Linked DNA regions of Sus scrofa: all the other regions are linked to region 2. Evidence: chromatin contacts called from public Hi-C, HiChIP or PLAC-seq and promoter capture Hi-C data. All regions are on one chromosome and are shown on one strand. Each heading gives the region's core, a stretch centred on a gene start, on an enhancer-like site or on the middle of the called end of the contact. The rest is flanking DNA. Distances are from core to core; before and after follow the strand shown.

What was found. Promoter capture Hi-C pulls out the DNA fragments that hold promoters and counts their contacts. Hi-C and Micro-C count contacts between places; a contact is called where the count stands out from the background. HiChIP or PLAC-seq counts read pairs in DNA pulled down with a chosen protein or histone mark.
Region 1: a Hi-C map of subcutaneous adipose tissue shows a contact between it and region 2, with 2.7 times the contacts expected there. The contact joins two enhancer-like sites. A contact is called at or near these places in 12 of 47 Hi-C or Micro-C datasets (brain, embryonic fibroblasts, epiblast stem cells and 7 more) and 2 of 2 datasets of contacts at active chromatin or transcription factors (alveolar macrophages and skeletal muscle).
Region 3: a contact with region 2 is called in an H3K27ac HiChIP or PLAC-seq map of skeletal muscle. The contact joins two enhancer-like sites. A contact is called at or near these places in 2 of 2 datasets of contacts at active chromatin or transcription factors (alveolar macrophages and skeletal muscle).
Region 4: a contact with region 2 is called in a promoter capture Hi-C map of fetal skeletal muscle, with 4 times the contacts expected there. The contact joins the promoter of TM2D1 here to the enhancer-like site in region 2. A contact is called at or near these places in 4 of 5 promoter capture datasets (fetal liver, fetal skeletal muscle and liver), 8 of 47 Hi-C or Micro-C datasets (embryonic fibroblasts, heart right ventricle, liver and 3 more) and 1 of 2 datasets of contacts at active chromatin or transcription factors (skeletal muscle).

What each region holds. Positions count from the first base shown.
Region 1 is chr6:151,967,905-151,970,858 of Sscrofa11.1, forward strand. No RefSeq gene overlaps it. Among named protein-coding and RNA genes, the nearest start is that of C6H1orf87, 210 kb to the right of the region's middle. Within about 2 kb of position 1,402, at least 6 of the 83 cell types and tissues checked have an H3K27ac peak or open chromatin away from gene starts, as enhancers often do. A contact at or near this core is called in subcutaneous adipose tissue, where this site is marked.
Region 2 is chr6:151,250,569-151,253,567 of Sscrofa11.1, forward strand. It overlaps LOC106507659 (a long non-coding RNA gene), which reads left to right. Exons shown (of 2, transcript XR_002345466.1): 2 at 106-838. Among named protein-coding and RNA genes, the nearest start is that of NFIA, 22 kb to the left of the region's middle. Within about 2 kb of position 1,378, at least 41 of the 83 cell types and tissues checked have an H3K27ac peak or open chromatin away from gene starts, as enhancers often do. A contact at or near this core is called in fetal liver, fetal skeletal muscle, liver and 3 more, where this site is marked.
Region 3 is chr6:150,715,240-150,718,142 of Sscrofa11.1, forward strand. No RefSeq gene overlaps it. Among named protein-coding and RNA genes, the nearest start is that of TM2D1, 100 kb to the left of the region's middle. Within about 2 kb of position 1,437, at least 7 of the 83 cell types and tissues checked have an H3K27ac peak or open chromatin away from gene starts, as enhancers often do. A contact at or near this core is called in skeletal muscle, where this site is marked.
Region 4 is chr6:150,613,608-150,616,615 of Sscrofa11.1, forward strand. It overlaps TM2D1 (TM2 domain-containing protein 1), which reads left to right and starts at 1,704. Exons shown (of 7, transcript XM_013988894.2): 1 at 1,704-1,921. The coding sequence starts at 1,764.

The DNA of each region.
Region 1 (2,954 bases), core at 152-2,651, 720 kb after region 2:
GCTGGAAACCAGAGCTCACTGCAGCTGAGGGAATTGGAGCTGCGTGACAGCAGTAGGTCTATGTGAAGACGCTCTTGCTCTCTGCCTACACAGAGCTCAACAGGAGACCGCTCGGAAGATTCACTCTCTTGTCCTCATTTTACAAGCTTGTCCTCATTTACCAGTTTCATCAGCTACATTAATAATAATCACTATTTATCAAGTGTTTTGCATAGGCTCCAAGGCATGATAAATTCACAATAAATATTTATTGAGAAAAAATGAGCATATGCTTAATCCTTGTCAGATACATTACACATTATCTTATTTAATCCTCAAAACAACCAAACGAGTTGGGATATGTGATTAACTCTTTTTTTTTTTTTTTCCAAGATAAAGGAACTTGGGCCTAAAAGAGGTTAGGTAGCTTGCAACATCCAAGCTCTGTGACCTTAAGCAGTGTCAGAGTTAGCGCGGGAATTATATCTCCCACTTTGCTGCTACACCATGCCACAAGACTTTTCTCCAGTCTGCCATTTATGAGCAAACTTCCTATTCTCACTTGCTTCCTTACTCCTCCTCCCCAAGAATTCACCGGGGATCAATCTCTTCCTTTGTCCTGCTTGGTATCTTGGCTGAATTCCTTCTGTTTTCAGAGCCTGAGTTTTTTCATCAGACAAATTAAGGGGGTGGATTAGCTGACTCTTTGAGCTAGTGTTTCTTTCTTCCTTTCTTTCTTTTTCTTTCTTTCTTTCTTGTCTCTTGTCCTTTTAGGGCTGCACCAGCAGCATATGGAGGTTCCTAGGCTAGGGGTCTAATCGACCTGTTGCTGCCGGCCTATGCCAGAGCCACAGCAATGCCAGATCTGAGCCGTGTCTGTGACATACACCACAGGTCACGGCAATGCATCCTTAACCCGCTGAGTAAGGCCAGGGCTCAAACTCGCAAACTCATGGTTCCTAGTTGGATTCGTTTCTGCTGCGCCATGACGGGAACTGGATTAGCTGACTCTTAATTTTCCTTACAATTCTAAAATGCTGATGCTTCCTGAATTTAGTTTCAGAATAAACATGCTGAAGTCCAAATTGCTGGGGATTTCCTCTCTGGCTAAGGAAGCAAAACTCAGTTATGTACTACTTACAGGTTTCTATCAAGAGGATGAAATTTAACCCCAAGTCCATTCTGCCCTTTGGGAATATTTTTCAGATCAAAAACCACTGATCACTTATAGAAGAGGTTATCAGTAGATGGACAAAAAGTGCTATTTCTCCCTTCTCTCTAGTGAGCCAAAGCATCGTTGGCAATTCAGACAGCCAGTTGAGAGTTTTCACCATGTGACAAGCCCAAAGGCATTTCTGAAGCTGCCAGCACAGAGGCCTGTCGAATCTGCTAAGGAACCAGATGCAGCAGATAAAATATCTTCCACAGTTGGCATCTGGGGCTTGTGCTTGCCAGCTGAGAGAAGGCTTTGGGTTGCAGAGGGCTACGGGTGGGGATGGAAGAGAGAGAGCAGCAGAACAAATCAAACACTTTCTCATTAAAGTAGGAGAGAAAGCAAATCTAGAGAGAATTTCACAATTCTGGAAAAAAACTGGATTAAATGAAAGTGAATAATACCTAGGTTTTATATAAATGTCTAGATTATAAGTAGGCCAGTCATCTGTTGTGACCTTGGACATTATTGTTTTATCGAAAGTCTATTACTATTTTATATTTCTAGAATACAACAGTCTTTTTGTTACTGACTCAGTGTGACTGATTTCATCAAGGCAATCTTTATTTATACATATCTTGTATATTAGGTTCTAACCCCCAATAGAAAATACAAATTTAATGATTTAATTATTTTAAATTGTCAAAAGCATTAAATGACTATATGTTGGGCTATGTTTCCCAATTTTGTTTTTCAGAAATATGTTTACTATATAGATTCCTCAAATGTTATTCATTCGATTGCATTCCTTTCTTTTCATCACATATTGACTGAATAGCTACATTAATAAGTGTCATGATTAAAAAGATGAAGTGTTTGTCTTCAAGGAGATTACGACTTAGAGGATCAGAGGAGACATTGCTCCTACAGTCAGTGTGGGGAGTAGGTGTGGGAAGGTGCAGAAGTAGAACGGTAGCTAAATTAAGGACACCTTTCTGTGTGTCATGGTGTTGGTAGGTGGACTTCATACTTTCTAATACAAAGGACATATGTGTGCGTGTGTACATACAAACACCCCTATATATGTATAATAATATATATATTGTATTACATATACAATATATATAATTATATATTGTATTATATACATTGTATTATATATATTGTATTATATATATAATTATATATATAATTATATATTATATATATTGTATTGTATTGTATATATATATATATATACATATTTCCCTTAGTTGCTTTGATTTTTCAAATAACAGATACTGAAAGGGATTTTTATAACTGTCAAAAGTTTTTTTCAAAATAAATCTGTTGCATATTTGGTTTTAATACATTTTATGGATATATCAAAATTACAAAAACATTGGAAGAACGTTACCTATAGCTCTATTCTATATTAAAATCAATGTTAGTTTCTCCATGTTAATTTCTAGAACCTGCTTTTTTAATGTGCTTTCATGACATCATGGATCTTCCAGTTTTTCCATTTTCTAATGCCAATTATTCTTCTGGGGTCTTCTGCCATCACTTTTCTTTATGCTTATACTTCTCATTTTATACCACCACCCCAAACCCCAGAAAAATAAAGAACTACCTGGAACCTATATCTTTCCCTACCTGTCTCCATAGTCAAGCACAAATCCTAAACAATCAGTAATTTTTATATTTGTTTTTTCTAAAATAAATGTCATATCACACACTATCCCCTTCATCTTACATTTCTCCCTTAACCAAACCATTACCAACAACTAGTGATGGACACTATTTTCAACCAGGGTATTTTAAACTAAAACTAATGCTGAAA
Region 2 (2,999 bases), core at 128-2,627:
TAAAAACTTACTATAATGATTCTTTCAAGGCCTTTGAGAAAATGTAATAAACAACTAATTGGAAAAAAAAGTAAAACCCAACTCTCACTTATTTTACTTTCTCAGATCAAGGAAACGGACTTCAAGCAAAATAATCAACTTTATGTAGTTTATTTTTAAACTCCTCTATTTTCAGTAGCTCATTTTCTTCCTTAACTAAGTCACACCGCTTTGTTCGAGTTCACATCTACCTCTCCCACGTGTCCCCACTAACCGACTCAGTGATTCGCACCCAGCGAGACCGAAGGAGTGGAAACCGTCCTGAAAGGAGCCCTGCCGGCATTTGGTCCCAGGGTAAAGCGCTCCATTTCAGAAGTTCTGAGAAAAGTGTCTTCTTCCGAAACTACCAGTGGAGCAAATCATTTACCTAATTCATTCAAGAGCCTCCATAGGAAGGACTTTGGAGCCTGATGATCCTCATAATTCGGTACTAATGAAAACCCCTTTGGCCCTTCGCTTTCGGCCCCGCGAGAGACGGCATCCGCTCCCAGGACGAGAAGAGCGGGCCTGGCTCGCGGCGGCCCCTCCCCATCTAACCCCAGATGGCACAACCCGAGAGCACAGCGACGACGGCGGCGACTCCAGACGCCGCCCGTGCCACCGTCCTATCCGCCACTGTGCCACTCTCGCCCCCTCTCCTCCAGCGCGGGCCCCTCCCGCTTTCCCTTCCTTCTCACCCTCCCCAGGGCTTTTTATGGGGGTAAGAGGTAAATTGGGAATATTTCCTCTGTCGCGAAACATTCTCCTTCCTCAGCCATCTCCCACTCGGGCGGATTGGAATTAAAATCCGGTAATTCAACTTTGCTGCGAAAACTCGGGTTCCTGGGGAGGGGCCGGAGGGAAGGAAGACCCCGCGGTGAATGCGCAGCCCTAGGAGGCTCCCATCCCGCCTCGCTGCCGCCCGGCGGGGAGGATGAAAGCCGAAGGCCGGGGAGGGGCTGCGCGCTCCCCCGAGGGGGCTAGGGTTTGGGGCGGAGGAGGCCGAGGCTAGGTGGCGAGTGCGGGGCCGGGGCTTCAGGGCTCGCGGGTACCCGGACCCTCTTCCCAGGCTGCGCGCTCCCGGCCCTGCAGGTGCACCCCCTCCGCCCCCTTGCAAGCCCCTCCAAGAAAACCGCCTTCCGGCCCAAGTTCGGTCCTTGGAGGCTTTGAACGTGGCCTTTCAGAAGTTTTTAAAGCTGCTCCGCCCCGCGCAGCATTCAAGGGTCACACTCCCCTCCATCCCTCCACCCGCGCTACAGCTGCAGCACCAGGGGGTGCAGGGAAGGAGTGGGGCGGGGTGTGGGGGGAGGCCGTCGGCAGGCCGAGGCTCAGGGGTCCAAGCACCGCCCAGAAGCGCCAAGCTCGGCCTAGAGCGCTTGGAGATCCGCTCCCGAGCCCAACCTCTGAGGAAGCACAGGCAGACAGCTCCTGCACCGCGCCAGCCACGGGGGGGTGGGGGTGGGGGTGGGGGAGAGGGGAGGGGAGGGGCAGTGGGGAGAGGAAGAGAGACCGGGCGGGGGAAGGGCACAACCACATTACCAGGGTTCCTGTGCTGAGCTGCAGCCAAGGGACTATTTAAACTGGCCTTGAGGGGAGGCAGCTGGTGACCCGCGTCCTCGCCCTCCAAGTTCCCCGCGAATCAGGGCGCCACCTACAGGCAAGTTTCGGATAGCAGGAGGGAGAAAGGGAGACAGCCCGTCAAGGAAAGCCACCCAGGGGAGCAGGACCCTGTTTTCTCCAGGGCCATCTCCCGCTCCTGAGTCTGAGTTCTGAGCTCCAGAGTTATGGATCTACTGGCAGCAGCAAGAGTTCTGAGGGCACTGAGAATGAGCTTTTAGGGAATGAGGAATTGAGGTAGTAAATACAGGAGTTGGAGGATTCATGGACCAAAGTCCCTCTTCTAGGCTGGTCTTAGAAAATGCAGCTTGTTTCGCTGAGAAGAGTGGCTGTGTGGCCGTGGACAAGTTGCTTGATCTTTCCAATCCTTGGTTTCTTCATCCCTTAAAAGAGGTATAGTGGTGCCTGCCTGACAGGGTCTTTTCTAGAATTAAACGAGATAATGTAGATGAGAAACTGCAGGTGCCTTCTAGAGGGAGATTTCATCGATTTCTAATATGGAAAAACTGTCTTTTAACCTAGGAAATCTAACTTATAAGACTTTGTCTAGCTTCTTTCTGTTTGTTGAAGATTAGGGCCTTTGAAGAGGATAGAGAGAGTCAAAGAGGTGTGAGTGTCTGATTAGGATAGAAGGACCAGTTAGTGGAAGTTTTGACAACTGCTCTCTAGCTAACCCCCTTCTTATAGACATATAATAACATATTATATTTATGCATCACTTAGTATTGCTATTTACTATTACCTCATTTAATTTTATCACTTATATGGCATATGTTTTTCCCATATTGAAGATGTGAAAACAAAGACGTGGGGATACAAGCCATAGCTGGTACCTTTTTTTTTTTTTCTTTAAAGAAAATTTCCAACTTAGCAGCTCTAGATCTGTATTTCAGAATCTACCTTTGACATCAATTTATTAAGCACCTACTATGTGCTTGGTTATATATATTAGGAATTTCACATGTGATTCTCAGGTCTCATGTGATTCTCATATCATGTCTGTGAAGCAGGACTTCAAGATCTCCCTTCACAGAAGAGGAGAGCTCGGTTCAGGGAGACCCAGGGCATCATTTAATGTCCTACAGAGAAGTGGTGGAGCCAGGTCATGAGGAGCCCTGATCTTCCGACTATACATCCACGAACCTTCTACTGCACCAAAACTGAGCATATTCCCAACTAGCTTTGGGGCACACATACAAGTTTGGGAAAGGTCACCTGGAGAAGTGGACACCTTGATGGTTTCTCCATGTTGAAGGTGTAGTAAATGACGGCGTCTAGAACCTTTAGTAATGGTAGAGTATTACAGTGTTTCCTAATGAAATATTGACCATGGGAGAAGTGGGCAGGGGTGCAATGGAGAAGCC
Region 3 (2,903 bases), core at 187-2,686, 540 kb before region 2:
TCAACTCCCAAACCGTCCCCTCTATGTTCTGCTCTGTGCTGCTGGGTCAGGGTCTGTAAGCTGTGCTTCTCAGAAACTTTTGCCAGTTGGTTTCCTATTAGCTGATGGACTGGCAATGGGAAGAACCAGAGGGAGATTGGAAGACAGAATTAAGTAGAAGGGGCCTTTTCTATTTCTAGTGTTGGCCTCACTGCAGCAGGAACAGCCACAAAGTAGAGCGATGGCTTTAGCCCCCGGTTTTACGTGGCACTCCAGTGTGCTGTTCTCTCGTAGATGTGCCAACACCAGCCAGCCACATCCTTCTGGAGGTCTGATCAGCAGCAGGTAGGCAGGGCCTCTTCTAACCCTCTCTCTTCTCACTTGTTCCCCTAATTTGGCTCCCAGCTGCTTTCTGCAGTTACGAATACTTGGGCTACTTCCGCTTCCCCCTTTTTTGCCCCCTCAACTTCCCATCATTTCTGTAACAAATTCTCCGAATTAAGTCCCTTCTGTTTGAAATACCTAGCTTGGTTTCCACTTTCCTGACTAGACCCTGTCTGATGCAACAGCCATCCTCAGCAGGCCGAGGAGAGGTCTGTGGTTACTTTGGCTGAACACAGCCTGCTGAGACCTAGCTGCCCAGACACCGTGAAGCCCACACCCAACCAGTAAGATGGTTATTAAGATGGTCCTGCCTTCTCTTTCACTGAGAAACTTGGCAGCATCAGCTGCAGATTCCATAGACTTTTTTCTTCCTTCCCAACTAATGTGGGCCCTCCATGCATGGCATTCTTTACAGGGGCGTCTCTCCCTTCTCCTGCCGAACTGAGATCCTCAAGAGAACATGCCCTTGACTGGCGGTCAAGGTCACTGGTGCTCCGTAAGTCCTTCTGAAACATCCTTTTTCAGAAGCAGAAAGAAGCCCATGGTTCCAAGATGAGGGGCTGAGGATTCATGGCTACACCCCGGACCACATGGAGTCGAAGTATTGAGAAGAAGAACGGGACCTCATGCTGAGATAGCGTCTCCCAAGTTGAGTTGGCTCGCTGGAAAACAACTGGATAGGGTATGGGTCTTTATCACAGTTTCCACAGACTTTTTTTAAAAAAAAAAGATGTTTATAAAACAAAAGCCGCATATGATTTGGTATGGTAACATTTTTGAGAATTTTGTTTTTGCACAGCGGAAACCAGGGCTGATGTGGTCATGGTGGAAATGGAGCCAGTTCTGTTACCCCAAAGCACCTCTCCTAAAACACGAATCTGAGTAAGCCAGGCCCGGCCTTGCCAGGAACAGCCAGCATTGTTTGGCTCTTTGGAGAGACTCGCGGGTCAAAACGCTCCAGCCGACGCCAGCAGAGCCCCTCGCACGCACAGCCGGGCTCACCCCTTCCCATGCAGGAGGGCGCCTCCCGGGTCCCTCCTTTGCTCAATCCCACGGGAGTCAAGCGAGGTCACTGTGTGGGGACAGCATCGTGGAGGACACGGCTCCGGCCTTCCTCTCCAGCGCCAGGACCGCCTGGGCAAACGGAGACACCTCTCTTGTTTGCAGTTCTGTTCTCAGGCAGTGAAAGACGCCAAACGAAACATTCAAGTTTCCTGCTGTTTTGAGCCAGATCATGTGAAAACTGAAGAAAATCCATGTTTGCTGGCTTTGAGAACAGGAGTTAACACACTACTTTTTAAGCACAAAGGAAGCAACTTACAAGGGCCAGACTCACGGTGAGGAAGTGAAATGTGGAGGAAACCTATTAAAATGGGGGCTTTGGGAGACCTCCTATTGGCCGTGTCTTCATTTTCCATACAGTTAGCATCGTTGGGTTTCCTTCTGCCTGCCATTCTGTGGTGAAACATTAAATTCCGTGCTGCAAGCAAAAATGGGTGGGTGGGGGAAGAGTTGTTGTATTTTGGAGGCTATGGTCCTATAGAAACAATTTGGAGAGTTTTTATATGTATATTTTCCTAGGAAAATGAAAAGAGATACTTCATTTTTTTGATGCATTCAGTGGTGTGGTGACTCAGGTCTGGACACCAACAGACTAAGCTCCTGCCCTCGGGAGCTCACATGTGGTAAGCGGGGGAGAGGAACCACAAATTTGTAAACTCGGAAATACATCATGTAATTTCTTTCTTTCTTTTTTTTTTTTTAAAGGACTTCTGATTGTTTTAATAATGATTTCTATTTTTTCCATTATAGCTGGTTTACTGCGTTCTGTCAATTTTCTACTGTATAGCAAGGTGACCCATCGTCATGTAATTTCTGACAGTGATAGTGCTTTGAGAAAAAATATTGCAGGGTAAGGAGATAGACAATGAATAGGCAAGTGGTCAGAGAAGGTCCCTAGGAAGACCAGCTCTTTGTGCTGAGAGTTGAAGGACTGGAAGGAGTGAGCCATGCACAGTTCTGGAGGAAGAGCATTCCAAGCAAGGGTGGTGGCCCAAGCTGTGTACGGGAGGGAAACTGGTTGCAGCTGAGATTGGAAAGGTAGGCAGAAGTCAGGGCTTGTGGGCCCCTGTTCCCCACGATAAGGCATCTAGATTTTATTCCAAGTGTTATGGGAAGCCTTTGAAGAACTTTGCTGTCAGCTTACTCTCTACCCAGTTCTAGAAAGAGATAGAGGGAATTTCATCCACTCATTTGACAGTTATTTATGGATCACTAAGCACAGATCAGACTGGATCTAGTGTTTTAAAAATTGTGACCTCTGTCATCAAATGAGGTAATACAAAAGTAAGAAGATAATGTGAACAACCAGAACAAACTTAGCATGAGGAAAGTTCCAGAAGAGATGGGAAAATACTACTACTACTAATAATGTAAGAAGACAAATTACAAATACTATTGCTGATTGATTAATGTGAATGCTATGCACTAGGTACTATTCATGTATTTTTGGGCAATGACTCAATGCCTACGTATTTTAT
Region 4 (3,008 bases), core at 454-2,953, 640 kb before region 2:
TTGTTAACCACTGAGCCACGATGGGAACTCCTTTTCTCTTTATTTTTTAAGTAGGGTCTCATCTAAGGCTGGGTATATAATAAATTCTTGATAAACATTTTTGTGTAGGGGAAGAAGGAGGGAAAGAGAGAGAAAGAAGGAAAGGAAGACTCTAAGAGGAAAGGTGGGGCGGAGATAAGGTATAAGTTCAATTAAAACAATTTAAAATTTGAACTAGTAGAAGTTCCCGTCTACTAGTTCCGGCTTTGTCATGAGCTGTGGTGTAGGTCACAGACGCAGCTCGGATCTGGCGTTGCTGTGGCTCTGGTGTAGGCTGTCGGCTACAGCTCCGATTCGATCCCTAGCCTGGGAACCTCCATATGCCTCTGGTGCGGCCCTAAAAAGACAAAAAAAAAAAAAAAAAAAGAAAAAAGACCCCCCGCAAAATTGAACCACTAAATTTACCCTTAAATCTTTAAGTATAAACGTTTTAATTTTTAAAATAGCACAGTTAATGTTGCAAAATTGGTTTAAGAAAAAAAAAATTTTTTTTTGTCATTTTAGGGCCACACCTGTGGCACATGGAGGTTCCCAGGCTAGGGGTGGAATTGAAGCTGTAGCTGCTAACCTACGGCACAACAATGCTGAATCTGAGTTGTGTCTTCCACCTACACCACAGGTCAAGGCAATGCCGGATTCTTAACCCACTGAGTGAGGCCAGGGATTGAACCCACTTCCTCATGAATCCCAGTCAAGTTCGTTACAGCTGAGCCACAACAGGAGCTCCCAAGAAAGTGTTTAAATGTAGTTACAATACTAAGTTATTATTGCAAATAGTTTCATATCTTCTCATTCAAAAGCGATACGCCTCCTGTTATCTCAAGGTTGTCAAAGTGTGGTCTCTAGACCAGCAATATCAGCATAGCTAGGCAATTAATTAGAAACGCAAATTATCCTACCCATTCTACATCTTCAGAATCAGAAAATGAGGCGGGCTCAACCTTCTGCGTTTCAACAAATACTCCAGGTGATACTAATGCTCCCGAAAATTTGGAACCACCACACAACACAATTAGTACTTAGTCCCACGGTGGCGAAGAGGCACCAAACGCAGTATTTTTATATTAGCGAAAAAAGATTAAATTTTCACTAAAAAAGTACACATTTTGTTTGGTATAGAAGATACCTCCAGAGAAGAGATGGAGGAAAAAACCCTCCAACTTTTCACTTGGCTTAAACTCTTTGTCTCCTCTTGTTTTTAGGCCCTTTCCTTCACTTCACTTTTACTGATAAAGATAAAGGTGCAGTGCTTATCTTTGTGATACAGCGTCCTCAAGATCTATTCGTAAAAGCTCCTCCTCTAAGAAAAAGGCCAGGCCATTATATCCTGAGAGCACAGAGTCTGAAATCGGGGAAACGTCAATTCTGTTCTAACTCAGTAACTAAGGTCAACATGCTTTTCAGCGTCTCTGAGACTGGTTCGTTATCTGTCAACCCAAATCCTACTAGACTAATGGAGATAATGTTTGTAAGATGTTTATCAAATCTCCGGGCGCCGCTGGCACTTCTGCAGATGGAGGGCAGCGGATTTTCCAAGCCAGCTTTTTTCCTCGGGCTTTGAAAGACCAATCAAATCTCTTCGAGCTGATTCTGCAGGCCTAGAGGGAGGCTCTACTCCAGCCCTTGCAGGGTCCCTTTAAGAGCCTCCCTCCCATGGTCCGACTCCGCCCGGCTCCCGGGCGAGGGCGGAACCGGAAGTTGTGGGGGACGCCCCGGTGCTCAGCATGGCGGCCGCCTGGCCCTCCAGGCCGGCTGCTCCCGACACAGTGGCCGCCCGGTTCCTCGGTGTCCTGTGGTTCATATCAGCCACCACTGGACCTTGGGGAGCTGCCGCCGGCGGCAGCGAGGAGCCACTTAAGTGCGAGGACCTCAAAGTGGGACAATATCCTCTATGAGGAGCCCCCAGTGGGGGCAAGGTAGATTTCGGGTTGAGAGTGGGTTGTGGACCTCAATACCGGCTAGGATTGGACTGAAGGGAACGGTGACCTGTGTCCTCTAATGACCTCGGGACCTCGCGGGGGCGGGGGGTGAAGAGAGATGTGGGGGTGGGACGGACAGAGGCCATCCTGTGAGTTCCTTGGGATTTTACTGTTCCTTGGCGCTTCCCCTTCTTATCCACCTTTCTTCTTTCCTTTCCTTCCTCCCTCCTTCCTTCCCGGTGAGTTTGTTTGTTCAGTAAACACATAAATGCTGAAGTATGTAGGGTCCTGTTTCTAGGCACTAGTATTAAATTAAATGATTGATAGACCCTACCGCGGAAATTTGCCCACTTAGAGGGAAACACAGTAGTTAATAACGATATAGCCAATGTATGCTACCCATTTATCATTAACTTTACACTTACTATCTTATATCCTCTAAATCTCCATGAGAAACTGAGGCAGTTCATCAGTTAGGTAGATCTGTTCATCAGTTTATTTTTAGCTCTGATAAAGAGAGGAGTTAGGTAGGTCTGTTAATCAGTTTATTTCTGCTCTCACTGTCATGGGGCAAATTCCTGCTCCACTTTGTAACCGTGGACAAGTTATTTGAACTCTGTTTTCTCATGAGTAAGAATGTAGATAACAGTGGTACCAACCTAAAGGTTTGTTTTGATAAACTGGTACAGGTAGAAGGTAAGTCACTTAGAACAATGCCTGGAACACAGGAGTAGGGGCTATATGTGTAAGCTGTTTATTTACTGATGAGAAACTGAGGCTGTTCATCAGTTTATTTTTAGCTTTGATAAAGAGAGGAATTAGGTAGATCTGTTCTTCAGTTTTCAGTCAGATCTCTAGAAACTGATTTTTTTTAACCTAAAATTCTCTTAATAATTTGGTGACAATTTTTATTTTAATTTTTTCTTTGTGCTTTGTACATAAACACTGACCGATGTTCTTTAAAGATAGCACCCTCTGCTAGAGTTTTAACAGATGTTAGTATACTTTTCCTATAATAAATTCATGTTCAGGTCTTATTTAGTGACACCG